Regions from separate parts of the Mus musculus genome. Here region 1 is linked to region 2. Evidence: chromatin contacts called from public Hi-C data. All regions are on one chromosome and are shown on one strand. Each heading gives the region's core, a stretch centred on a gene start, on an enhancer-like site or on the middle of the called end of the contact. The rest is flanking DNA. Distances are from core to core; before and after follow the strand shown.

Region 1 (5,865 bases), core at 1,051-3,550, 46 kb after region 2:
ATTGACGGTGTCATGCGAGGGGCCCGTCTGGTTGTGTAATCTGTGCTTTGCTGCCCTAGTAGGTGGGAGGTTTTTTGCTGCTGTTGTTTAGATTTCTTTTATGTGTATGAGTGTTTGGCTGTCATGTATGTACTTCGTGCCTGCCTAATGGCTGCAGAGGTCAGAAGAGGGCATTGCGTCCCCAGGACCTGGAGTTAAGGAAGGTCTGTGAAGCACGGTGTGGGTGCTGGGAACAGACCCTAGGTCCTCTGCATGGTCAGTCAATGAGTGCTGTACCGCGGAGCTGGTGCTCCTGTCCCTACTCCTAGCGTTTGAAGGCAGGATTTGATTATGTTCTTATTTATTTATTTATTTTTAAAAGATTTATTTATTATATGTAAGTACACTGTAGCTGTCCTCAGATACTCCAGAAGAGGGCCATCAGATTTCGTTACAGATGGTTGTGAGCCACCATGCTGGGATTTGAACTCGGAACCTTCGTAAGAGCAGTCGGCACTCTTAACCACTGAGCCATCTCGCCAGCCCCTTATTTAGAGAGAGTGCAGGTAGATTCAGTGTAGGAAATGTTGGACTTGAAGTTCCTTTAGTAAGTGGACATAACGGAAGGTGTTTGCAAATGAGGTGGGACGGCTGTGTGAGGTGGAAGGGTGGGAAGACAGTCTGTGGTGGCAGACGGTGGTGGGGCCGGGAAGGGCGAAGGTTCTCCGGACTCTGCTGTGGCTTGGGAACCGAAGATGAGGAAGCTGTGGGAGAACTATGAGGCCTGCATCCCTCTTTCTCCTTCTTCCCTTCATGTGAGCGTGTGCGGGGATGCTCCCTTGTGTGGCTGCTTGTGGGGCTCAGAGGATAGCATCAGCTCTCCTCCTCAGTCCCTCTCCTCAGTTTTGAGATAAGCCCTCTTACTGAGACTGGAGCTCACCATTTTGGCCAGACTAGCTGGCTGGCAACCCTGGGGTCCACCTCTTCCCCTGCCCCCCCCCCCCCCCAGCTGTGGTTACAGCCCACACCACCACACCTAGCCTTTCTGTGAATTTGGGATCTAAACTCAGGACCTCATGCTGGCACAGTAGACTTTACCCACTGCTCTCTCCATCACCCCAGAAGTACATGTTAAAATGTATTAATTATTGGTTGTGTGAGAGGGTTAAGCGCTGTTTCCTGGCAGCTGGATCCTGCACACCAGATGTGCACTCTCACCCCAAGCTGTACCTCTGTCCTTCAGCCTTAGTTGACAAGCTGTTTTATTTTACATTTGAGACACAGTCTCACTGAGTGTCTTAGAAACCCCTCTGTAGACCAGGCTGACCTCAGGGCTTGGTTGGCTTGCCCCTGCTTACCTAGCACTGCGGGGATGTGTGCCGGCAGGTGAGGCTGAAACGACTGGTTTTCTGCAGGAAGAGCGGAGTTGCTCATGCTCAGGTGTGCTTGGGCTTCATGGTTGATGGCAAATTTCTATTTAAATATGGTCTAGGGGACTGGTCCTGAACTCTTGAGTGAACTCTCAGGTGATCATCCTGTCCCACCCTCTCTATGAACCAGATGATAGGTGCAAATGTGTAAATAGCCGGTGTGTATGAGATCAGCGGGAACTTGTCAGTCATTTTGTTCAAAGTGAAGAGTGGGTTTGGAGAGGGAATCTTAGAGTGCAAGGATTCTTTTTTTTTTTTTTTTTTTTTTTTTTTTTTTTTTTTAAAATAACGACAAGGAATTTTTTTTTAAAGATTTATTTATTTATTATATGTAAATACACTGTAGCTGTCTTCAGACACTCCTGACAGATGGTTGTGAGCCACCATGTGGTTGCTGGGATTTGAACTCTGGACCTTCGGAAGAGCAGTCGGGTGCTCTTACCCACTGAGCCATCTCACCAGCCCGAGTGCAAGGATTCTTAAAGATGACCGTTTGGCTCTGAGAAGTGAAACTGAACTGCAGGCATTCACAGCAGACCAAGAAGGTTTCGTCGAGCGGTTTAGGGTACTCCATGACAGAAAGTGGCTGTCGGGAAAAGAGGAGCGATTCCCATCTCGCCCGCCTGGTTTCAGTTCCTCTTTGTAAGTAGCTTATTACCTTGGCATCCATTGTGAGTCACTGGAGCACTCCTGTGTCTGAGAATGTGGCTCTCTGTAGAGCCCAGGCTGTTGCAGCTAGAGGCAGGCTTCTTGTTTTAAGGTTGGGTTTTGTGTGTCCAGTTTTCTGCTTTGTAGTCCACAGAGCTTCAGAACGAACCCGCCCTTTGAGCTGCTCCCGAGATTCGTTGGGTGACCATCTGAGTTGTGTTTGGAGAGATGAGATTGCTAAGGCTTTGAGAGGCTACCTGCTAAGCTTTGGTGCTTCTTGGCCCTTAAATGGGGCTTGCTGACCATAGGTGGTCTCCAGCCCGTGACGCCGACAGCGTGTTCAGCAGTGTAACAATGGCGGTTGTCTTTTGCTGGCTTCTCTGGTGTCCTAAGTGTAATGAAATCGCTTCTCCTCAGTGGCCTCACCTGCTCACTCACCTGCCAGCCCGACCACGCATGGCAACTGGCATTAGTTCATGTCGGGATTGAGAAGAAAGAGAGCCAGAGTCTTCGGGGTGGAATAGATGATGGAAATCCTCCATTCAGTTTCCTCACGCAGATCTCAGCTGAGTTAGAATAGGGCTCCCGGCCTCGAGAGCGCTTTACGAGTCTCTGAAGGAGCCTCTGAAGCAGGACTCCAGCTAGGAAGCTTGGGGAGGAGGGTGTTTTAGATTCTCTTGGAACAGTGCAGAAGCTGCGTGGAGCAGGAGCAGCACACTGGTAATCAATGCCTCCTGACTACCTCAGGACTGTGGGGTGAAGAGGGACCACGGTATGAGAAAAACGTAAGTAGGACTAAGCAGTTAACGAGGAAGGAGTGGGAAACAGGAGGACATTAGGAAGCAGCGATACTGTGTGTAAGCTTACCTGCGACTCTGGAGATTGTCTGCTGTCTATCTGTAGTTCAAGACAGGCTTTCTCTGTGTAGCCTGAACTCAGTCTGTAGACCAGGCTGCCCTTGAACTCAGAGATCCTCCTGCCTCTGCCTCTGAGTGTTGGGACTAATGGCGTGTGCCACCACTGCTTGGCTTTTTATTTTTACTTCCGTTAGTGCTGTTTGTCAGTGTACCACACAGATGCAATGCATGTGGAGGGCAGCATGGACACGGGGCGCCCCCGTGCTGGAGGAATAGACATTGCTTCTACTCATCTAACGGCCTCTCCAGCCCCAGGTGCTCAGAGGGTTTTGAGGCAGGAGTTCACTCTTTAGCCGAGACTGGCCTCGAACTGGGATCCTTATTCTCCCTGTTGCTGGGCTTGACAGGTGAGCACCACGGTGCCCGGTTTCACCTGATACCTAAGGATGCTTATTTAGATTTGTTAGCACTTAATGGCTTAGATTCTCTTAGATTATTTTTGGGTTATAGCCTAGGCTAGCCCATTTCCCCGCTTCCCCGGCTGGGAACTGCACTTGCTGCTTTGCCGCTTGCTTGGGTTCAGTCACAGGCCTGCGTGTGGTGGGAAGCTCAGTTGCGTATTTTAATTCCTTCATCATTCAGACTGGAGAGGTCCAGAAGGAGGTCAGGTGGTGGTGGGCTTTTCTTGTTTTTTGTTTGCTTTTTGAGATAGGTTCTCACTATGTAACCTTGGCTAGCATTGAGCTTGAACCGTGAGTGTGCATGTGGGAAGTGCTGGGGATCAACCCTGTGACAGGCAGAGACGAAAGCAAATAGCCAGTCTCTCTTCCCCAGCAGGGCAGGTGAGGGACAGATGACTGGGGTTTCATTGTTTGTTCTGTAGATGATATAACAGAGACTGAACATTATGTTAAAGAATGCTTCGTGCTTACTCATCGTGGTGTGCTGCTGATAGGTTGCAGGGAGGGCCTGATAATAACTGGACAAGGGCTCTGTCACCAACAGCTCTCTAGCTCCTGATGTCCTTAATGCTCTAAGATAGGTTTAGCACTTGATTTCAGATTGACTGATTGAAAATCCTCCCCTGCTTGTTTTGTTTTTTGTGATAGGCTTTCTCTGTGTAGCCCTGACTGTCTTTGGAACTCACTCTTTAGACCAGGCTGTCCTTGAACTCAAGACATCCACCTGCCTCTGCCTCCTGAGTGCTGGGATCAAAGGCATGTGCCACCATGGCCCAGTCAAAGACTGCTTTTATAATCAGAAAAATTAACATACTTTATTTTGAAAAATGAAATAAAGCTCAAGTCTGGCTGAATCAGAGTCTGCTTGTCAGGCAGGTTAAGTTATGTGGTTGACATAGGAGCATAGAGAAGACTTACAATACCATCCCTGGAGGTTCAGTGCAGGCACGGAATGGAGCATCCGCTTTCTCTGGTAGAACTTGTTTTTCAGTTGGTTTTTAAGTGCTCGGTACATCGCTCAGTTAGAGCGCTTGCTTAGTGTGGACAAGGCCAGGATCTGATCCCAGCAGTGAACCTCTTTCCCCAGAACAGCAGCAGGAAACCTACTTGTTTTAATCCAGTTAACTAGAAACCCAGCTCGTTGAGCATCCTCCCTAAGCAGTAGGACTTGTCTGTGTTTACCGTGGTAGCCATACTAGTGCTGATACATTGCCAGCTAGCGAACATGTGATGTAAAGGAAGCCTGTATTTTTACGGTTGGGGCAAGTAAGTGCAGTGTTTGGGGCAGACGGTCTGTTTGAGTTTCCTTTTCAAAGTCCTGTGCTCTTCTGTCCTTGCTGTCCTGCCTTCCAGCTGGGGCTGCAGCAGAGCTGAACCAGAAAATGTCTGCTACTGCAGCAAGGGCTGCTACGGGACCTGGCTGCTGCTGTGCTTCGTGGGACTAAGCAGCAGGAGATGCCTGGAGACAGTGCCCTGGGTCCTTGCTGTCTTCGGGATGGGGATTGCTCGAGGGAGAGTGTATAGCAGATGCTGCAGTCAGGAGGAGATGCCAGAGTATTGGGATTTATAGCCTCAGCAAGGGACCCACCCCTTCTCTGCCGCAGCACGAAACCTCAGCAGCTGCTGTCGTTCACCCAGCAGTGTTGGCTGCAGAAGGCAGCAAGTGTACCTGCCTGGCGGTGGATGGCAGCCGTGCTGAGGGCGATGCAGATTGCAGATTAGGTGGTGAATTGGTTGAAGTGAGTGACAGGTGGGGCAGAATTCAAGAGGGCTCTTGTGCAGCTGGAGTGAGGAATTTTGCAGCCCAGGAGGAAGCCTCAGGTGAGAGGTGGATGTGGTTGGAGTTGGGAATTGAAGTCTCTGTGTGCATACCCCTGGGTCACTCCCCAGACTGGATACACTGTCAGGTAGATGGGCGTGGTTTTGCCTGAGTTCTTGTCCTTTCCGTCTGTGACTAGTCACAGGGATGATGTAGGACAACAGGGATCAGCTGCTTAGCAATCAGGAAGAAAAAGTATGTCTCCGTGGGCAGTGAGACACTGTCCTCTTAAACAAAAGTTAGGAAGGGCTCTCTCTCTCTCTCTCTCTGTCTCTCTCTCTCTCTTGTTTGGTGTTTGCATGTGTGTGCCTGTGTTTGCATGTATGCAGATGTCTTTGCCCATGTGTGTAGGTTAAGATGTCTTTCTTTATGGGTGTCAGCAGTTTTGCTGTGTAGAATGATGAGCAGCATTCTAGAGATTTCCTTAGTAAAGATTTCTGTGCACAAAACGATAGAGCAGTCCACACACGGCCTGCGCTGGTCTCGCTTCCCAGGGACATCCCAGAGTAGGTTTTATCTGCAGAGCATGTTTTTATTATTTACCGGAAATAATTTGTGTGTGTGTGCTGTTGAAGGTTCTCTTGCATACTAGAGAGGTGCTCTGTGGCCCAGCTGCTCCCAGCTGCTGCTGTGCTGTGAATGTAGTAGTTGGACACGCTACACTGACGGCT
Region 2 (6,385 bases), core at 1,002-3,501:
GGCTGGTATAATCTAAGTCTCTAGTGTTTTCATTTCCTGGGCCTAAGGGGAGCTGAGTGAGCGGTAGCTGGCATTCTCAGGGTACCCACCTCCTCTGGCTATCTTCTACACAGTCTCCATTTACAGTGTTCTCCCTGGGCATCTATCTCTGCCTCATAAACTCCTACCCATCCTTCAAGGTCCCACACAGCATCACCTTCTCTAGGAAGCCCTTCCTCGCCTCCTAGTCCACAAAGATGTCTCTTTCTGACTAGGGTGTGTCTGTTTGCTAGTGCTGTGACAGACACCACAAACTCAAACTCGATGCCTAACATGACCGAAATCTGTTATCTCATTGTTCTCAAGGTTCAAAGGCCAAGATCCAAGTGTTGACAGGGTTGGCTCTTCCTCTGGCTGTCGTGGGAGGGAGGGTGTTAGTGCTCCAGGCCTCTCTCCTGGCTCCGTGACGTCACACCCATGCACACACAGGATGGACTTCTGTGTATACTCCATGCACACACACTAGCTACTGCCCACCCCTTCCCCAAGAAGGGACATCTCCTGTCAGTTTCCTGCTGTACCCCCAGGCCCTGGCCTGCAGACGACGGTACTCCTAACAGACCCTCTTCCTAGCAACCAAGAGTACTGACAGTTCTCATCGCCCTGAGTCCCCACTGCTCTTCTCTTCCCTCCTTTTCATAAACAGTCCATCTGTGCCAAGTCAGTAATGCCCCTCTCCCGATGCAAAACCTGAGCCTCCTGCCTGGCTGTTCAGGGTTTTCCCTTGCAGCTGAGGACTGTGGAGAGAACAGAGCTGCGTCAAGAACAACTGGAAAAATGTAAGTGATCTGAAATCCTTAACTGTGTGAGCCAAAGAGCTAGGCAGAGGCATTCCGTGGGAAGGAGAAGGTCTTTTGTTTGTTTGTTTTTAAAGATTTATTTATTATATGTAAGTACACTGTAGCTGTCTTCAGACACCAGAAGAGGGCATCGGACCCCATTGCAGATGGTTGTGAGCCACCATGTGGTTGCTGGGAATTGAACTCAGGACCTCTGGAAGAACAGTCAGTGCTCTTAACCACGGAGCCATCTCTCCAGCCCGGGAAGGAGAAGTTAAGGAAGTCTTTAAATGCCTCACAGACCTCACTTCAGAAATGGCCCAAGGACAAATAACTTCAGAAGACAACTGTGCTTCAGTGAAGATGAGAATCCGTGCAGAGACATGTTCTACCCATGCACAGAAAGGTCCGTGCTATAAATGCTTGTAATTCCACTGTACTCACAACCCAGATCCCAACATCACTGTCTGTGGATGGGTGTGGTGCAGGGCATCTCCTCCCTGTCGTGCATTACAGCCACCAAGATACATTGTTACAGCCACAATGGTTACACTGTTACAGCCACCATGGTTACATTGTTACAGCCACCATGGTTACATTGTTATCTTAAGCAGAATGCATTAAGCTGATTGCTGTTAATGAGAAGATGCACAGCAGTACCCAAGACTATTTTCATTTTTGTTTTGTTTTGTTCTGTGTCTTTAAGACGGAATTTCATGTAGCCCAGGCTGGTCTTGAACTTTCGGTGTAGCCGAGGATAACCCTAAACTTCTGATCCTCCTGCCTCCACCTCCCAAGAGTGGAGATTACAGGTGTGCACCACCACATCGAGTTTATGGTGTGCAGGGGATGGAACCTAGGACCCTCATGCTGAAATGTGTGTCCCCTGTCCCTCCCAGGTGAGCATGTCATGTGATGCCTAAGACAGGTAACTATGTCACACCTGAGACAGTGGTACCAAGTAAGGAAGTGCAGTTTGATCATGTGATGAATGTGTATCTGGGAGAGAAGCTACACATGGTACACACATGCACGCAGGCACTCACATGGAGTCATAAATTAAAACAAAATAAATCTTAAAAACAAACAAAATAAAGACCAAACATGGTGGTATAGGCCTTTAAGGAGGTGTTAGGCGTTTTGTTTAGAGGCAAGGTCTCATATAGCCATGGCTGCCTGGAACTTTATTATATAGACCAGGCTGACCTCAAGCCCCAGAGATCCATCTGCCTCTGTCCCGGAGCCAGAGACTAATAGGGCACAACCCATAGCTGACCTAGTACGGAAGCATGACACACCTGGGGTATCAAGGAGCCCATGCCTAGGCTCCCATCATTTCCATGTATTTGCCCAGAACCTGGGTACATCCCTGGTTCTACAAAGGGCGTGGGCTGGCTCAAGCAGTTTCACATGGCAGTGTTACGTTACGACCACTAGGTGGCACCAGAACACAAGGGACTCAGCCCTGGATCCACATCCTGTCGCTTGATCTCCTGAGGCCAAAGAGCCCAGAGTTCTTCAGGTGAGAGAGCTGCTGGGGCTGACAAGACCCACCCCCTAGTCCTTAGACATTAGAAGGCAAACAGACCGTTAAGAAATCCTGAACTGGCCGGGTGTGGTGGCGCTCGCCTTTAATCCCAGCACTTGGGAGGCAGAGGCAGGTGGATTTCTGAGTTTGAGGCCAGCCTGCTCTACAAAGTGAGTTCCAGGATAGCCAGAGCTACACAGAGAAACCCTGTCTCAAATAGATAGATAGATAGATAGATAGATAGATAGATAGATAGATAGATAGATAGATAGATAGATAGATAGATAGATAGATAGATAGATAGATTAAAACAAAAAGCAAAAAAAAAAAAAAAACGGTTAAGAGCACTGACAGCTTTTCCAAAGGTCCTGAGTTCAAACCCCAGCAACCACATGGTGGCTCACAACCATCTGCCATGAGATCTGATGCCCTCTTCTGGTGTGTCTGAAGACAGCTACAGTGTACTTACATATAATAAATAAATAAATCTTTTTAAAAAAATAAGAGCACATGTTCTTCCTCCTCAGGCTCCTGGGCTCTCTCTATGTAGTCCAGGCTGCCCTGGAACTCACTATATAGCCCAGACTGCCCTCAATTTTGTGGTGACCTTTCTGTTTCTACCTTTCCAGTGCTCAGATGGCAGGCAACACCATAATGGCTTTTTACTTATTTTTTTTTTATTTTGTTTCGTTTTTTGAGTCAGGGTCTCATATATCCCAAGCTAGCCTTGAACTTAATATGTAACCAAGAATGGTCTTGAATTTCTGATTCTCCTGACTCCACCTACTGAGTAGTAGACATATATATGTGTGTGTATATATATATGTATATATAGATATACATATATTGTACATATAAATATATGTATAACATAATAAACAATATATTAAATGTTTAAATATTTATATTCATTTAAAATGAATTCATTTAAAATGTTTATGTATTATACCACCTTGATTTTATCTATTTTCTTGGTTGTCTGTTTCTTAGGGTTACTATTGCTGTGATGTAACACTTTGACCAAAGCGACTGGGGAGGCAAGGGCTTTTTTGGTTTATGCTTTCACATCACTGCTCATCAATGAAGGAAGTCAGGACTGGCACTGAAGCAGGGAGGAGCCTGGAGGCAGGAGCTGATGCAGAGGCCGTGGAAGGATGCTGCTCACTGGCTTGCTCTGCATGGCTTGTGCAGCCTGTTTTCTTTTCTTTTTTTGGGGGGGGGTGTTTTTTGTTTGTTTGCTTGTTTTTTTCAAGACAGGGTTTCTCTGTGTAGCCCTGGTTGATCTGGAACTCACTTTGTAGACTAGGCTGGCCTGGAACTCAGAGATCCACCTGCCTCTGCCTCCCGAGGGCTGGGATTAAAGGCAGGTGCCAGACACCACTTATAGCCCCCATTTTAAAAATAGAACCTCTTGCCAGGCAGTGGTGGTGCCCACCTTTAGTCCCAGCCCTTGGGAGGCAGAGTCAGGTGGATTTCTGAGTTTGGGTCCAGCCTGGTCTACAGAGTGAGTTCCAGGACAGACAGGGCTATACAGAAAATCACACACACACACACACACACACACAGCTCATTATGTGTCCCTTGATTTCCCTATTTAGCATAAGCAGGCCTTGAACTCACAATCCTCCTGCCTCAGGTCCCTACCCAATTAGTGCTGGGATTACAGATGTTTCCACACCTAGCAATTTCCTCCTCCTCACAAGCTTCAGCTCTTTCATCAGAAAACAAAAAACAAAAACAAAAACAAAAACAAAACCCCACCACCAGCAAAAAGCAGGTTAGATGTGACTAGACACCAGCAGGAACTCTTTCTAGCCCGGACTGGCAGGATGCCTCTCTCTCTCTCTCTCTCTCTCTCTCTCTCTCTCTCTCTCTGTTTCTGTCTCTCTTTGAGACAAGGTTTCTCTGTGCAGCCCTGATTGTCCTGGAATTCGATCTGTAGACCAGGCTGGCCTCGAACTCAGAAATCCGCCTGCCTCTGCCTCCCTAGTGCCAGGATTAAAGGCTTGCCCCACGACGACACAGGGCTTTCTTTTTCTTCTTTATCCATCATTTATTCATTCTTTCAACAGTGATGTATCGCTTTATTCCAGGTGCAGGAAACAAGCCAGACATACAGCAAAGCAGGTGTCAGTCCCAGGGAGGCGAGCCTGTTTATTCAAAAGCCACCTTCTTCTTTCCCTCCAGTCATCAATCCTTGCAGGTTATTTCACATTTAGAATAGGGGGAACTTATGCCAAGAGTTTATTTCTGTGCATCTCTGGGTGGCTATGTACACACACACACACACACACACACACACACAGACAGACACACATTTATATATAACATTGGCAGCGGCGTTGTCATGGGAACCAGCTTTTGGTATCTCTGGGCATGTGAGTGGGGGAGCTTTTATGGAGCACCCCCTGCATGCACTTTTGTGTGACGTGAAATCCTGCCGGGAGAGTGCCCTCCCACCCCCCCACCCCGAGAGCTTTTGACAGCCCCTTTGATCTGCGCTGTGTATTTTCCTCATTGACCTTGTCAGACGTGAGTGAATGGGGGCTGAGTGTGGAGCTCAGTGGCTGGCGGACAAGATCCTCTGGGACATTTGCCAATCCAGTGGCACGACACTTGGGCTTTCCCTCCTTTGAAGTGCTGCGGGTTGGAGGAAGATGGGACTGAAAAGACACAAGACAGCCAAGGGTTGTATTCTCAGAAATAATAGCCACACTGGCCACTTTGAATGTGGCGTGCAGTGGCGGCTTGGGGAAGGGGGTGAGTGCTAGCCAGAGGTGAGGAGGGAAACTGCTATTCCCGAGCGCTGGCAGTAGGTCTGGTCCCAGAGTGAAGCCTGTCAGTACTGTGAGATGGATATTGTTGTTCTCAATGGGGACCTGGGATGTGAAGAAGAGGGGCCAGATAGGTAGGCAGGGACAAAGCTGAGATTTGAACCCATGTCCTGAGCTCTGGCTCTGCACATTGTTCTCTCTTTATTGTTGTTGCAACTGGACACCATAGACTGGGCTATTTATTAATTTTTGGAATTATTTATTTGAGTACACTGTCACTGTCTTCAGACACACCAGAAGAGGGCATCAAATCTCATTCCAGTTGGTTGTGAGCCACCATGTGGTTGCTGGGAATTGAACTCAGGACCTCTGGAAGAGCAATCGGTGCTTCTAACTGCTGGGCCATCTCTCCAGCCCTATTTATCAGTTTTTAAAGATAGGATTTCTCTGTGTAGCCTTGGGTGTCCTGGAGCTCACACTAAACCATACACCACTAGTGGGGGGGGGGGTGCACGCCTTTAATCCCAGCACTCGGGAGGCAGAGGCAGGTGGATTTCTGAGTTTGAGGCCAGCCTGGTCTACAGAGTGAGTTCCAGGACAGCCAGGGCTATGCAGAGAAACCCTGTCTCGTATCGAAAAAACCAACCAACCAACCAAACAAACAAAAGACATACACCACCATGCTTGGCCTCATTTTTTTTTATTTTGAGACAGGGTCTTACTCTGTCACCCTGGCTGTCCTGGAACTCATGTAGACCAGGCTAGCCTCAGCCTGCCTTGGCCTCTTGAGTGCCAGGATTAAACTGCCATGCCTGGCTGACTTACTGTCTTTTTAATCATGTGTATGTGTGTTGGTGCACACGTAGGCAAGTGTCCACAGAAGGCCAGAAGAGGGGATTGGAATCTCTGGAGTTTGAGGTGACTGTGAGAGCCACCTGATGTCCATGCTGGCACTTGACCCCCTCAAGAGCAGGACATGCTCTTAAGCACTGAGCCGCCCACCCCTCCCCCTCCCTCTTTTAAAAAGAACCATTAGCAGTTTAGTTAGTGAATTGTTCACTGTGAACTCATGGGGACCGGAGTTTGAGCCCTAGCTCTCCTGTAAAGCAAGCCAGATGTATGGTATACGCTTGTAGCCCGAGTGCTGAGGAAGGGCACTGTGGACCCTTGGTAATCACAACCTCACCTAGGGCTGAGCCTCAGGTCCCAGGAAACAAGGTGGGTGTCCGCCAAGGACTGACACGCAAGGTTGCCCTCACAGGTAC

What was found. A called contact is a pair of places that touch in the nucleus more often than the background predicts.
Region 1: a Hi-C map of bone marrow-derived macrophages shows a contact between it and region 2, with 40 read pairs. The contact joins two enhancer-like sites. A contact is called at or near these places in 1 of 15 datasets of contacts at CTCF or cohesin (pro-B cells), 11 of 484 Hi-C or Micro-C datasets (CD4 T cells, CD8 T cells, Sertoli cells and 7 more), 2 of 115 datasets of contacts at active chromatin or transcription factors (cardiomyocytes and embryonic stem cells) and 3 of 9 other capture datasets (adipose tissue, liver and pancreatic islet).

Annotation. Positions count from the first base shown.
Region 1 is chr4:138,012,326-138,018,190 of GRCm38.p6, forward strand. All of the region lies in intron 2 of Eif4g3 (eukaryotic translation initiation factor 4 gamma, 3), which reads left to right. Among named protein-coding and RNA genes, the nearest start is that of Eif4g3, 22 kb to the left of the region's middle. Within about 2 kb of position 2,301, at least 17 of the 459 cell types and tissues checked have an H3K27ac peak or open chromatin away from gene starts, as enhancers often do. A contact at or near this core is called in bone marrow-derived macrophages, where this site is marked.
Region 2 is chr4:137,966,115-137,972,499 of GRCm38.p6, forward strand. No RefSeq gene overlaps it. Among named protein-coding and RNA genes, the nearest start is that of Eif4g3, 24 kb to the right of the region's middle. Within about 2 kb of position 2,252, at least 7 of the 459 cell types and tissues checked have an H3K27ac peak or open chromatin away from gene starts, as enhancers often do. A contact at or near this core is called in bone marrow-derived macrophages, where this site is marked.